Regions from separate parts of the Sus scrofa genome. Here regions 2, 3 and 4 are each linked to region 1. Evidence: chromatin contacts called from public HiChIP or PLAC-seq data. All regions are on one chromosome and are shown on one strand. Each heading gives the region's core, a stretch centred on a gene start, on an enhancer-like site or on the middle of the called end of the contact. The rest is flanking DNA. Distances are from core to core; before and after follow the strand shown.

Evidence for each region. HiChIP or PLAC-seq counts read pairs in DNA pulled down with a chosen protein or histone mark.
Region 2: an H3K27ac HiChIP or PLAC-seq map of skeletal muscle shows a contact between it and region 1, with 7 times the contacts expected there. The contact joins the enhancer-like site here to the promoter of SVIL in region 1. A contact is called at or near these places in 1 of 5 promoter capture datasets (liver), 13 of 47 Hi-C or Micro-C datasets (alveolar macrophages, embryonic fibroblasts, fetal skeletal muscle and 7 more) and 2 of 2 datasets of contacts at active chromatin or transcription factors (alveolar macrophages and skeletal muscle).
Region 3: a contact with region 1 is called in an H3K27ac HiChIP or PLAC-seq map of alveolar macrophages, with 9 times the contacts expected there. The contact joins the enhancer-like site here to the promoter of SVIL in region 1. A contact is called at or near these places in 2 of 47 Hi-C or Micro-C datasets (mesenteric adipose tissue and subcutaneous adipose tissue) and 2 of 2 datasets of contacts at active chromatin or transcription factors (alveolar macrophages and skeletal muscle).
Region 4: an H3K27ac HiChIP or PLAC-seq map of skeletal muscle shows a contact between it and region 1. The contact joins the enhancer-like site here to the promoter of SVIL in region 1. A contact is called at or near these places in 13 of 47 Hi-C or Micro-C datasets (alveolar macrophages, blood, embryonic fibroblasts and 7 more) and 2 of 2 datasets of contacts at active chromatin or transcription factors (alveolar macrophages and skeletal muscle).

Annotation. Positions count from the first base shown.
Region 1 is chr10:41,175,022-41,177,721 of Sscrofa11.1, reverse strand. It overlaps SVIL (supervillin), which reads right to left and starts at 1,364. Exons shown (of 36, transcript XM_021064788.1): 1 at 1,216-1,364.
Region 2 is chr10:41,009,224-41,011,923 of Sscrofa11.1, reverse strand. No RefSeq gene overlaps it. Among named protein-coding and RNA genes, the nearest start is that of JCAD, 100 kb to the right of the region's middle. Within about 2 kb of position 1,388, at least 1 of the 83 cell types and tissues checked has an H3K27ac peak or open chromatin away from gene starts, as enhancers often do. A contact at or near this core is called in skeletal muscle, where this site is marked.
Region 3 is chr10:41,037,954-41,040,653 of Sscrofa11.1, reverse strand. No RefSeq gene overlaps it. Among named protein-coding and RNA genes, the nearest start is that of JCAD, 130 kb to the right of the region's middle. Within about 2 kb of position 1,338, at least 2 of the 83 cell types and tissues checked have an H3K27ac peak or open chromatin away from gene starts, as enhancers often do. A contact at or near this core is called in alveolar macrophages, where this site is marked.
Region 4 is chr10:41,317,924-41,320,623 of Sscrofa11.1, reverse strand. The region is part of intron 3 of SVIL (supervillin); the gene reads right to left. Among named protein-coding and RNA genes, the nearest start is that of SVIL, 140 kb to the right of the region's middle. Within about 2 kb of position 1,268, at least 28 of the 83 cell types and tissues checked have an H3K27ac peak or open chromatin away from gene starts, as enhancers often do. A contact at or near this core is called in epiblast stem cells, fetal skeletal muscle, skeletal muscle and 1 more, where this site is marked.

The DNA of each region.
Region 1 (2,700 bases), core at 115-2,614:
TGTGAATATCCAGCCCTTCCAGGGACAAAACCCATCAAAATGTGTGCGAACGTTGTAGTCGCAGGGGCTCGGGGCCACTGGTCAAGCAGATCGTCCTGTGGCCACTCACAGCCATGAAAAAGTCTGGTCACCCTCCGAACTGCCCGTCTTGACAGGGGACCGTCCCCTCTGTCGGTGGTTCTCACACTTTACACTTCTGCTAATCAGAATCCCTCGCCAAACCCCCGAGATTTGTTTAAAACACAGATTGCGAGCCCCACCCCACTGTCTGCTTCTTTAACCTGCCTGGCCCAGAACTTGGCGTTTCTAACAAGTTTCCAGGTGATGCTGAGACAGTGGTGATGATGAAATGAGTTAAGGTTGGTGAAGTACTTGGTAATCTGCGAGGCAGTAAATAAACTTATGAAATTCACTTGTGCTTCTTGTCTGTTTCACTAGTGTTCACATTTACATTCCCTCCAGCTACTGCTTTTTTTCCTCCCACTGTTAGATTCTCATTTTAACTCCTGAGGATGCATCAAGCGGATCCATACCTGCTCCCATCTGAAGAATGAAAAGGGAGTGTGTTAGTTTCCTAAGGCAGCCTTCACCACCTACCCTGCAGACCTGGAGGCCTAGACCACAGAATATCTTCTCACCCATCTGGAGGCTGGAAATCAGGCGTCAGGAGGGTTGTTTCTTCTGAGGCCTCTCTCCTTGGCTTATGGATGGCTGCCTTTCTTCTGTGTGTCTCTGTCCTAATCTCTTTTTAAGACCCCAGTCATGCTGGATTATAGCCCACCCATTAAAGACTTCATTTTCACTAAGTTACCTCTTTGAAGATCCTATCTCCAAATCCAATCACATCCTGAGGTTCTGGGAGTTAGGGCTTCAACAGACGAATTGGGCAGAGGAGACGGGGGCAACTCGGCCCATAACAGCTTTACTGCCCCCAAGATCCCAGAGCAGCTTCTGGGCTCAGCCTTCCCCAATCTCTACTCCATCCTTGTGCCCTCCCCTGGAGCTGGCTCGCATGTGGACTGACAAACACAAACCCTTAAAGTGCTGTGACTCACAGCTGGAAGGACTTAAAATCCAGCTCAGGGTCCTTGAGAATATGATCAGCACAACACTCCAATGTGTGAAAAGAATCTATGAGAAATTCGGAACCCCAGCAGACCTTTCAGAACTGGCCCTTTACAGTTTGTTAATGACGAAGTAGAGAAGCAGCCTTACCTCTGCCCTGCCCTCGTGGGAGCTATGCCCTCTGCCTGGTACCTGTGCCGTCTCTGGAAAGTTCAAGAAGGAGGGTCTGTGTTGAACACATGCAATAAAGACGCTTCCTTCCTCCTGCTATCTGGGAGAGTGCTGGCAGCGTTTAAGCTAGGGAGGCCGGAGGAGGCAGAGACTAGAGCTGTTTACACTGATCCCAGGCTAACCAGAGACAGCTGATCTTCAGCAAATCAGTAATAGCCCTGAATTAAGGATCCTCCCAAAGCCTCATTCCCAATCCCCTGCTGGTCCTGTCTTTACTTTGTGGCTTCAGCTAACACCAGGCGAGACTCTCCCCAATCTCCAGATCCAAGTAGCTACTAAATCAGCACTCCAGACTCAGTATATCCATCATAGAACTCTTTCCCCCAAACGTTGTCTCCCCACCTGCATCCTCTATCTGAGTGACTGGCAAAGGTGCACATCCCATTCAATCCACCTGCTACTGTGTCTTGGATGCCTCACAGCAGCCCCTTTGCTTCTCCATACCCATCACTACTACCCAGGCCAAAGCCCTTTGTGCCGTTTCTCCTGTTTTTTTTTTTTTTTCCCTGCTTTTTAGGGCTGCACCCACAGCATATGGAGATTCCCAGGCTAGGGGTCAAACTGAAGCTGTAGCTGTAAGCCTACACCACAGCTCATGGCAACGCTGGATCCTTAACCCACTGAGCCTGGCCGGGGATAGAACCTGTGTCCTCATGGATACTAGTCAGATTCATTTCCCCTGAGCCACAATGGGAACGCCTCTCCTTGGGTGTTCAATACCAGCCTCCTAACTAGACCACTGCCACAGCATCCTTTTGGCCAGCATCCTCCATACTGCATCCTTGGGTATCTTTCAGAAGCAGAAACCTAGTTATCCTGTGCCCTTTTTTAACCCCTCAATGGATTCCTTTTGTTTCAGGAACGAATTTAAGCACCTTTGCTTGCCTCCTTCTGGAGGCTCATCTCTAACCATTTCCCCATCTGTGCCTTTCATTGGAGCCAAAGGGACCACTCCCAATGCCGGCAGATTCAAGATGGTCCATGTTCTTGGAACACAAATACCCAGCACTCTCTTCATCTAGGGAGATGGTATCACCTCTTCCAGCCTCCTCCAGAGAGTTGCCAGGTCTAGGAAGCCCACCCACCCCTTCCTGAATGAGGTGTCCTTGTGCTGCTCTTTCTGCACCCTGGGCACATCTCAACCATAGCACTTAGAGCGCTGGCCATCATTCCTGGGTCAACCTTCTGCATCTTCCAGCAAACCCTGAGGTCCCAGAGGATAAGAGCCTTAACCATTTTTGTAAGTTTGAAGTCTAGGCTGGACTGGATGCTCAAAAAGAAGTTCACTTTAAGGAATGGACTGATTCCTAGAAATTCAGAAGATTTAGTCAAATTTGGCATCTGCTAGCAAGTACTTTATCTGGAGCAATCTTCACTTTTTCTGACAATATTTATAAGCATGCT
Region 2 (2,700 bases), core at 139-2,638, 170 kb after region 1:
GTCACCGAGGTAGTGGTTCTAGTATCTGAAAGCACGAGTTGGGAGAATTCTTTTAGATAAGCCCATAGATGAAGAGTGTCCTACTTGGATTTAGAGGGACGTGAATTTTCCACCCACCAATGACATCCCATGCTCTGTGCCTCCCTGTACACTGTTCCTTTGTGTAGCAGCTTCTGTCATCATTTCTCCTGGAGAGCACTTGCTCACCATCCAAAATGCTTCCCAAACACTCTGCTCCTCTGAGAAGCCTCCCTGGGCCTCCCCAAGCATCAAACCATTTCATCGTCCTTGATTCCAAATCCACGTATTTATAGATCCCTCTACTCTGCTACTCTAGAATCTGCTCACTGCACTGAAATGACTGAAATTCTCTCTGCGTGTCTCTCTGTCTCTGTCTCTGCCTCTCTGAAGACATGGATGTCTCTGGCCTGGGGGACTAACTGTGTATTTGGCCCACAGCTAGTCATCAATGGGTATTTGTTGAACGAATGAAGGGTGAACCACCAGATACATCAGAAGGCCATGTGGGATTGCAGAGCTGGGACATCGAAAGAAAGAACTCATTAATCCATCAGCTTAGCAGGTCAGGTGGCTGTCTCCTGGCACAGAGCAAAGGCCTGAAAAAAAAAAATGAGATGATGTCAGAGGGAAGGGATTTTAGGCCTGACCTGGATTATGCTTGGAAGGCACACCTTAGCAGGAACCCTGGATGGCCAGGACCCAGTGCCAGCAAAATGTGCCAAAGCCCAGACCATTCCCAGATCCATTTTATCAGCTACTTTTCCAATAGAACCTTCCTTTAGGGCGATGCTCTCCAATAGGAATATGATACTGACAGGAACATGATAAGATTTCCTAGTACTGACATTTAAAAAGTAGCAAGAAATGGGTGTACTTAATTCTCAATGGATCTTATTTGATGCAGTTTTTTCTAGAATACTATTTTCATGTGTGATCAATGTAAACATCATAAATGGGACATTTTGGACTCTATTTCATACTAATTCTTTGAGGTCACAGATGTGGTTTGGATCCTGTGTGGCTGTGGCTGTGGCTGTGGTGTAGGCCGGCAGCTACACCTCCAATTCGACTCCTAGTCTGGGAGCTTCCATATGCTGAAGGTGTGGCCCTAAGAAGAGAGAAAGAAAGAAAGAAAGAAAGAAAGAAAGAAAGAAAGAAAGAAAGAAAGAAAGAAAGAAAGAAAGAAAGAAAGAAAGAAAGAAAGAAAGAAAGAAAAAGAAGAAAGAAAGTTAGTTATGCATCTTAAAAGCTGTGAAGGGGAACTGCCAAATTGTCCTCCAATTTATAGTCTCACCAGCTGTGTATGAGAGTATCGGTTTCCCCCAGAAATAACTCTGGATATTGTCAGTTGCAGTTTTTGGTTAGCAGAGCAATTTTAAGTCATCACCAGGCATTTTTCCCTTCCCTCAAGGAGAGGCAGAGGGGGAGGTTGTGTGTATGGCTATAAAAGATCAGGTATTTTAACTTGTAGATCCATAAAGGAGTCCCCCTGCATCCCCACATACCCCCCATATCACTTCCACAAAGAATACGTTGGTGAAGTGTTTTTTTAACCTATGAGTTTACTTAATGAGTCAATCTCTATATTGTGGGGGGGGGGGGGGAATTGCTGCTGCACTCGAAGCACATGGAGGTTCCCATGCTAGGGGTCTAATTGGAGCTACAGCTGCCAGTCTATGCCTCAGCCACAGCAATGCCAGATCCAAGCTGCATCTTCGACCTACACCACAGCTCACAGCAACGCCGGATCCTTAACCCACTGAGCAAGGCCGGGGATTGAACCTGCATCTTCATGGCTCCTAGTCGGATTTGTTTCTGCTGCACCACAATGGAAACTCTGAATGAGTCAGTCTCTTAAATTGAGGCAGCGCATGCCTCATAGCCAAGTGTGTAGAGGACCCTATGCTTAAGAGCACAGCCTGGCATGTGTTATGTATGTAATACCTCTGTAGCCACTGCCAGATCTAGACCAGGTGCATTTCCAGAACCCCAGAAATTCCACACTTACTAGCTCTCTCCCCATAGTAAGCCCCCTCTTGACTTCTGCCACTATTGATTAACTTTGCCTGTTGTTGAACTTCCTACAAATGAAATTGTGAAATATGTCCTCTTTGGGTCTGGGATCTATCATGTAATGTTGTTTGTGAGATTCATTCATGTTGTCACAGGATACAGTGTGTTCCTTTTCATCTTACATCAGGTGTGTTATTTTTCGTTGTATGCATAGGCTATAATGTAGTTATCAGTGTTGTTTCTAGCTTGGGGCTGTTTTTCCACATGTCTTTAGCTGGATATATTGAGAATATACCGAAGAGTGGAATGACTGGGTCACAGGCTTCGTGAGTGTTCACTTCTTTTTTTTTTTTTTTTTTTTTTTTGCTTTTTAGGGCCACACTCACAGCATATGGAGGTTCCCAGGCTAGGGGTTGAATCAGAGCTACAGCTGCTGGCCTTCACCACAGCCACAGCAATGCAGGATCCAAGCCCAGTCTGCAACCTACACCACAGCTCATGGCAACAACAGATCCTTGACCGGCTGACTGAAACTTCCAGAGATGGAAACTGTGTCCTCAGAGATACTAGTTGGATTTGTTTCCCCTTTGCCAAAATGGGAACCCTTAAAATCTTTATGATAGTCAACCTTCCAAAGTAGGAACATAAGAATATTTATTTAAGTTT
Region 3 (2,700 bases), core at 89-2,588, 140 kb after region 1:
CCCAGATGAGATCACAGCCCCTTGATTTCAGCCTGGGGATCCCTGGAGCAGAGGCCTCAGCTGAGCCATGTCCAGACTCCTGACCCACAGACACTGGGAGATGAAAACTGCGTGTTGTTCTAAGCCACTGTCCATGGTGAGCTGTTATGCAGCACAGAACCTGAATATAAAGCCCCTCACCCCTTTGTCACAGCTCTCAGCTGGCTTGGTCACACAGCACCCCTCACCCAGTGATGGATAACTGAGGCATGGTGTTGCCCCGGGGATCCCTGCTTCTGAATGGAAATGCCTTCCGTCTCTTCCCCTCTGCACCATCATGCCCCCTCCCAAACTCCAAATGTTCACTGGGCACAGCTACATGCCAGGAGGCCCATGTAGCCTCCCAGGCATCCTGCCCATGGTGCCTGGGGTCATGGCCACTGCACACCTAGAGACACTCCCTTCCTGAGGTTTTTTTTTTTTTTTTTTTTTTTTTTTTTTTTTGGTCTTTTGAGGGCTGCACCCATGGCACATGGAAGTTCCCAGGCTAGGGGTCAAATTGAGCTACAGCCTTGGCCTACACCACAGCCCCAGCTACAGCCACTTGAGATCTGAGCCATGTCTGCGACCTACACCACAGCTCACAGCAATACTGGATCCTTAACCTGTTGATGGAGGCCAGGGATTGAACCTACATCCTTGTGGATACTATTCGGGCTCATTAACCACTGAGCCACGATGGGAACTCCCCTGCCTGAGGTCTTAACACCCAGGCAAGAAGGGAGCACAGAGACCAGAACCCAGGTTTTCCCAACTCCGAATTTCACACGCTTTCTCCTCTGCACATTGCAGAACTGCAGACAATTGTCAAAGGCTTGAGGAGGGGTGTCAGAAAGGGGCAGTTTCATCAAATTACCCACTAGACCCCAGGGTTAGAAACCTGGGTGGAGGGGCCTTGCCTGCAGGAGATGCTGGGGAAGGGGTGAGTGCCAAAGCAGGGTTTCTGCCTCTCTGTGGTCCTTATCTGACCTCCGGCATCCACAGAACATCACACAAGAAGGCCAGGAAATTCACCGTTGCTTTGGGAGAGGCTCTGAGGCCCCCTGAGCATCCTCTGGTCTCTGCTTCCCTTCCTGTGACACCTGGAACAATCAGGAGTTGGCAGTGATCTCCTCATTCCTGGGAGGCAACAAGCCCAGAAAGGCCAATCCGAGGAGAAAGAGGGGTGCTTCCCAGAAATCCCACCCTTGACTGCTGAGCCTCTCAGAAGGCAAATAGAAGAGAAAATAGGAACGGGAACTTTGTGGGTGGGAGTGGGTAGAAAAACAGGGTTTCTGCCCTAAGCTCAGATAGGGACTGACTTGAGGGGGTGAAGAAGGAAGGAAGCTGCCAGTAAGTGACAAGTTCCGAATACCAGTCAGCATACACTTTCATTCTCCACCAATCACTGGAGATTGTGGGCAAACTGTCTTTTTTTTTTCTTTCTAAGAGATAAGAAGAAATAATATGCAAACAGTCATAGTTCAGAATCTGTGGATTCTTCCTGAGAAATACTGAAAACAAGTTAATGCAGCTTTAATTCCCAGAGAGATTAGCCTCCAGTCCTGGCTCGGGCACTATCTTTCCTTAACACAGCTTGTCTCTGCTGATAAAATGGGCTAATCTTGTGTGGGGTTGGGGGCATATTTGTGCTTTTCTTGTGCCTCCCCCCTCCCCAGGTGTTTGTTTTGTTTTTTCCCAAAGCAGGGACAGGAAAACGTCTTTTGTTCTCAGCAGTCTTTCTGGTCGTCGTTGCCATAGAAATACTCCTGGGTACCATAACAGTCCACAGGATGCCCCAGGGCTGAGCTCTGCATCCTGGCCCTGCATCCTCGCTTCTTTCCGATGCTCTAAGTGTTCTGGGTGGAGGATGAGGATGGCTGTTCTCTTCTGCTCTGTTCTTACATGGCTTTTCCTTCCAACATGTTATTATGAAAATGTTCAAACACATGACAGTGTAGAAAGGGTCTTTTTAACGGACACCTTCCACCCAGACCCTGCAGTTAATGGTTTCCCTTACTTGTTTTGCACCCAATCGGTCCAACTCCCTATTTACCCACCAATCTTTCTTGTTCTATAGGACGCACTGCCAAGTAGATTATAGCCATCAGTGCACCATCCCCTACGTATTTCAGCATGCATACCATCAATGAGCGTTCAAGGTCCATTGTGGTTTTTTTCTTTTGATGTCAAATTTGCAGATGATGAAATGCGCAAATCTTCTGTGTGCTCTGGCTGAGTGTGAGCGTAGGTATATTCTCTTGTAACCCAAACCCCCAGCAGGAGAGAGCAGCTTGCCTTCATGCCAAGGGGGAGGGGGGCTTGCTCTGTGCCCCTTCCAGTCCCATCCCGTCCCTGCTCCACCCCTAGAAGAGGCTCTTTTCTTTTTCTTTTTAATTTAGGGCCCCACCTGCAGCATAGGGAAGTTCTCAGGCTAGGGATCAAATCAGAGCCATAGCTGCCAGCCTGTGCCACAGCCATGTGGGATCCAAGCTGGTTCTGTGACCCACACCACAGCTCATGGCAATGCCAGATCCTTAACCCACAGAGTGAGGCCAGGTATCAAACCCATGTCCTCATGGATACCATCCGTATTAGTTACCAATAAGCCAAAACAGGAACTCCAAGGAGAGCCTCGATTCTGATTTTCCGTCGTAGGTTAGTGTTTTTCTCTTCTAGAAA
Region 4 (2,700 bases), core at 19-2,518, 140 kb before region 1:
AGGGAGAGGTCATTCTAGAGCACGTTCCGTCTAACCTGCATCGCGACATCATCTGTCCACTTGTGACAGCCCTCAAACCCGGGTCCCCCGGCTCCTAGGACTGTTCTTTGTGCTGTCCCACATTACTGCCCAGCGATGGTTCTCCACGTATGACCTCACCCCCTAGAAAGGCTTCACTATAAAACTCGATCAAGTCTCTATATGGACATGGAGAATAGACTTGCAGTTGCCAAACGGGAGTGGATGGGGGGTGGGGTGGACAGGAAGTTTGCGGTTTGCAGATGCAAACTATCATATATAGAATGGATCAACCACAAGGTCCTACTGTACAGCCCAGGGAACTATATTCAGTATCGTGAGATAAAACAAAATTGAAAAAGGATGTGCGTGTGTGTACACACACACACACACCTCTCCATATCTGAGTCACTTTGCCGTACAGTAGAAATTATCACATCGTAAATCAACCACACTTTAAAAAAAGGGGGGGAGGGGGAGTTCCCACTGTTCTACCAAAGGTTTGGAATTCAGCGGCAGCAGCTCAGGTCCCTGCAGAGCCATGGGTTTGATCCCCGGCCTGGGCGGTGGCTTACATGCCTCTGGCATTGCTGCACCTGTGGAATAGGTTGCAGCTGTAGCTTGGATTCAATCTCGGGAACTTTCAGATGCTGAGGGTGTGGCCACTGAAAAATAAGGGATTCTGCGTCTCGAAAACATCCTGGACTAAATGGAAAAGAGTCAGCAGTTCCTGATTAAGTCCATAATAATAAGTCCTGATACAGGACTTGACAGCACAGGTTACACAGTGAGCAGAGCCCTAGGAAAATACATGAGCTATGCCCCTCTGTTCTTTGGGATGTCACCTCCCACTTTCCACCCAGTGACTGCCAAGGACAATGCATATTCAAGCACCACAGGGCACTCGAATTAATTGAGCGGTACTAGGCCACCTCTCCAGGGTTTGGGCTCCAGGCTCCTTACAGAATGCAAGCCCATGGCCACCCTCTCTGCTGGCCTGTCCCCAGGCGCCAGCCTTCTCAGCCTGCCTGCTGGTCTGCCTAATAAGGCCATGTGCAAGCTGACTGGCTGGCTGGCTTCTGGGTCACCTACTGTTCACCGTACAAACTGGGGGGGCTCGCGAGCAAAGCCAGAGCCTACCTTTTGGCAGACAAAGGGTTAGCTGCTGCCAAAGCTCTTAAAAGGCTGCACAGTTGGGCCATTGACATAATAATAGAAACCTCCTCCAGCTGAGCCTGCCAGACTCCAGCCTGGGGATCAGCTTTCTGGGTTAAAGGAACTTCACTTGGGCTGTGGCCTGGAGCAAGAGGCCATACAAGGGAAAGTTCTTTGCTCCAGGCCCTTCCAGGCTCCGACAAAGACCGCACACCATCAGTCTGTGGAGCAGCCTATTCAGCCTGCACCCTGACTCCTCCAGAGGCCCCCACTTCAAAAATAGCAACAGACCCTCTCCAGAGAGATTGCATGTCCTGGGTCCTTAAAGGAGAGTCACTGGGTCAGGTGCCGGAACAACCTTTTTTATTTTTTAGGTTTTTTTTTCTTTTAGGGCCGCTAGGGGTCAAATCAGAGCCACAGCTGCTGGCCTCCGCCACAGCCACAGCAACTGGGGATCTGGGCTGTGTCTGCAACCTACACTGCAGCTCACGGCCACGCCAGATCTTTAACCCATTGAGTGTGGCTAGGGATCGAACTCACGTCCTCGTAGATTCTAGTCAGGTTCTTAACCCGCTGAGCCACAATGGAAACTCCAGCTTTTGTGATTTATTCCCATTATTTAAGGCCCAGTGAGAGGGCCCAGGAGCACTATTAGTCCCTTCATCCTTCCACTGTCAACCTTGTGGCTCTCTGATTCTGGTGTTTTTTTTTTTTTTTTTTTTTTTTTTGGTCTTTTTAGGGCTGCACCCACGGCATATGGAGGTTCCCAGGCTAGGGGTCCAATCAGAGCTACAGCTGCTGGCCTACACCACAACAACGCAGGATCTGAGCCACATCTGCAACCTAAACCACAGCTCATGGCAATGCTGGAGCCTTAACCCAATGAGTGAGGCTAGGGATCGAACCTGCATCCTCATGGATGCTAGCTGGGTTTGTTAACTGCTGAGCCACAATGGGAACTCTGCTCTTTGATTCTGAATTAGCCCTTCCACCAAGGACATGGCCAGGAAAAGCAAAGGCGAGAGAGGCTTAGCTCCTGGTCATGAGCTCTGTCCACTAAGACTCCTGGAGGCACAAGCCTGGATGGCCTGAACCATCCTGCAAAAAGTTCAGAGGTCAAACCTCAGGACATTCGGAATTACAAACTAAAGATACAAAAGCAGGAAAAAAAATGAGTAAATTAATTTCTCAAATATTCAGCAGTGATGACTGAGCCTGTCTTGTTTATTCCAATGAAATGCAATGTCATAAAAGAAAATTCCTTAATAGAAAAACTAAAAATTATAGGAAAAAAAAAATTCCTCCCTTCTAGTCCCTGTGACCCCCTCCTAACGACAGAGATAGGACCGAATTACCCTCCCCCTGGGCATTTCTAGCTTAAGCGGGGCTGTCTAACAAGATTCCACACAAGAGATCTATTCATAGACTTGATTATGTTAGACGAGCAAGTGACACTTGGTTTGGAAGGTATATATTTAGTCGAGAGCCATTTAGCAGAACTAGAACCACTGTACACACTCCTGCCCC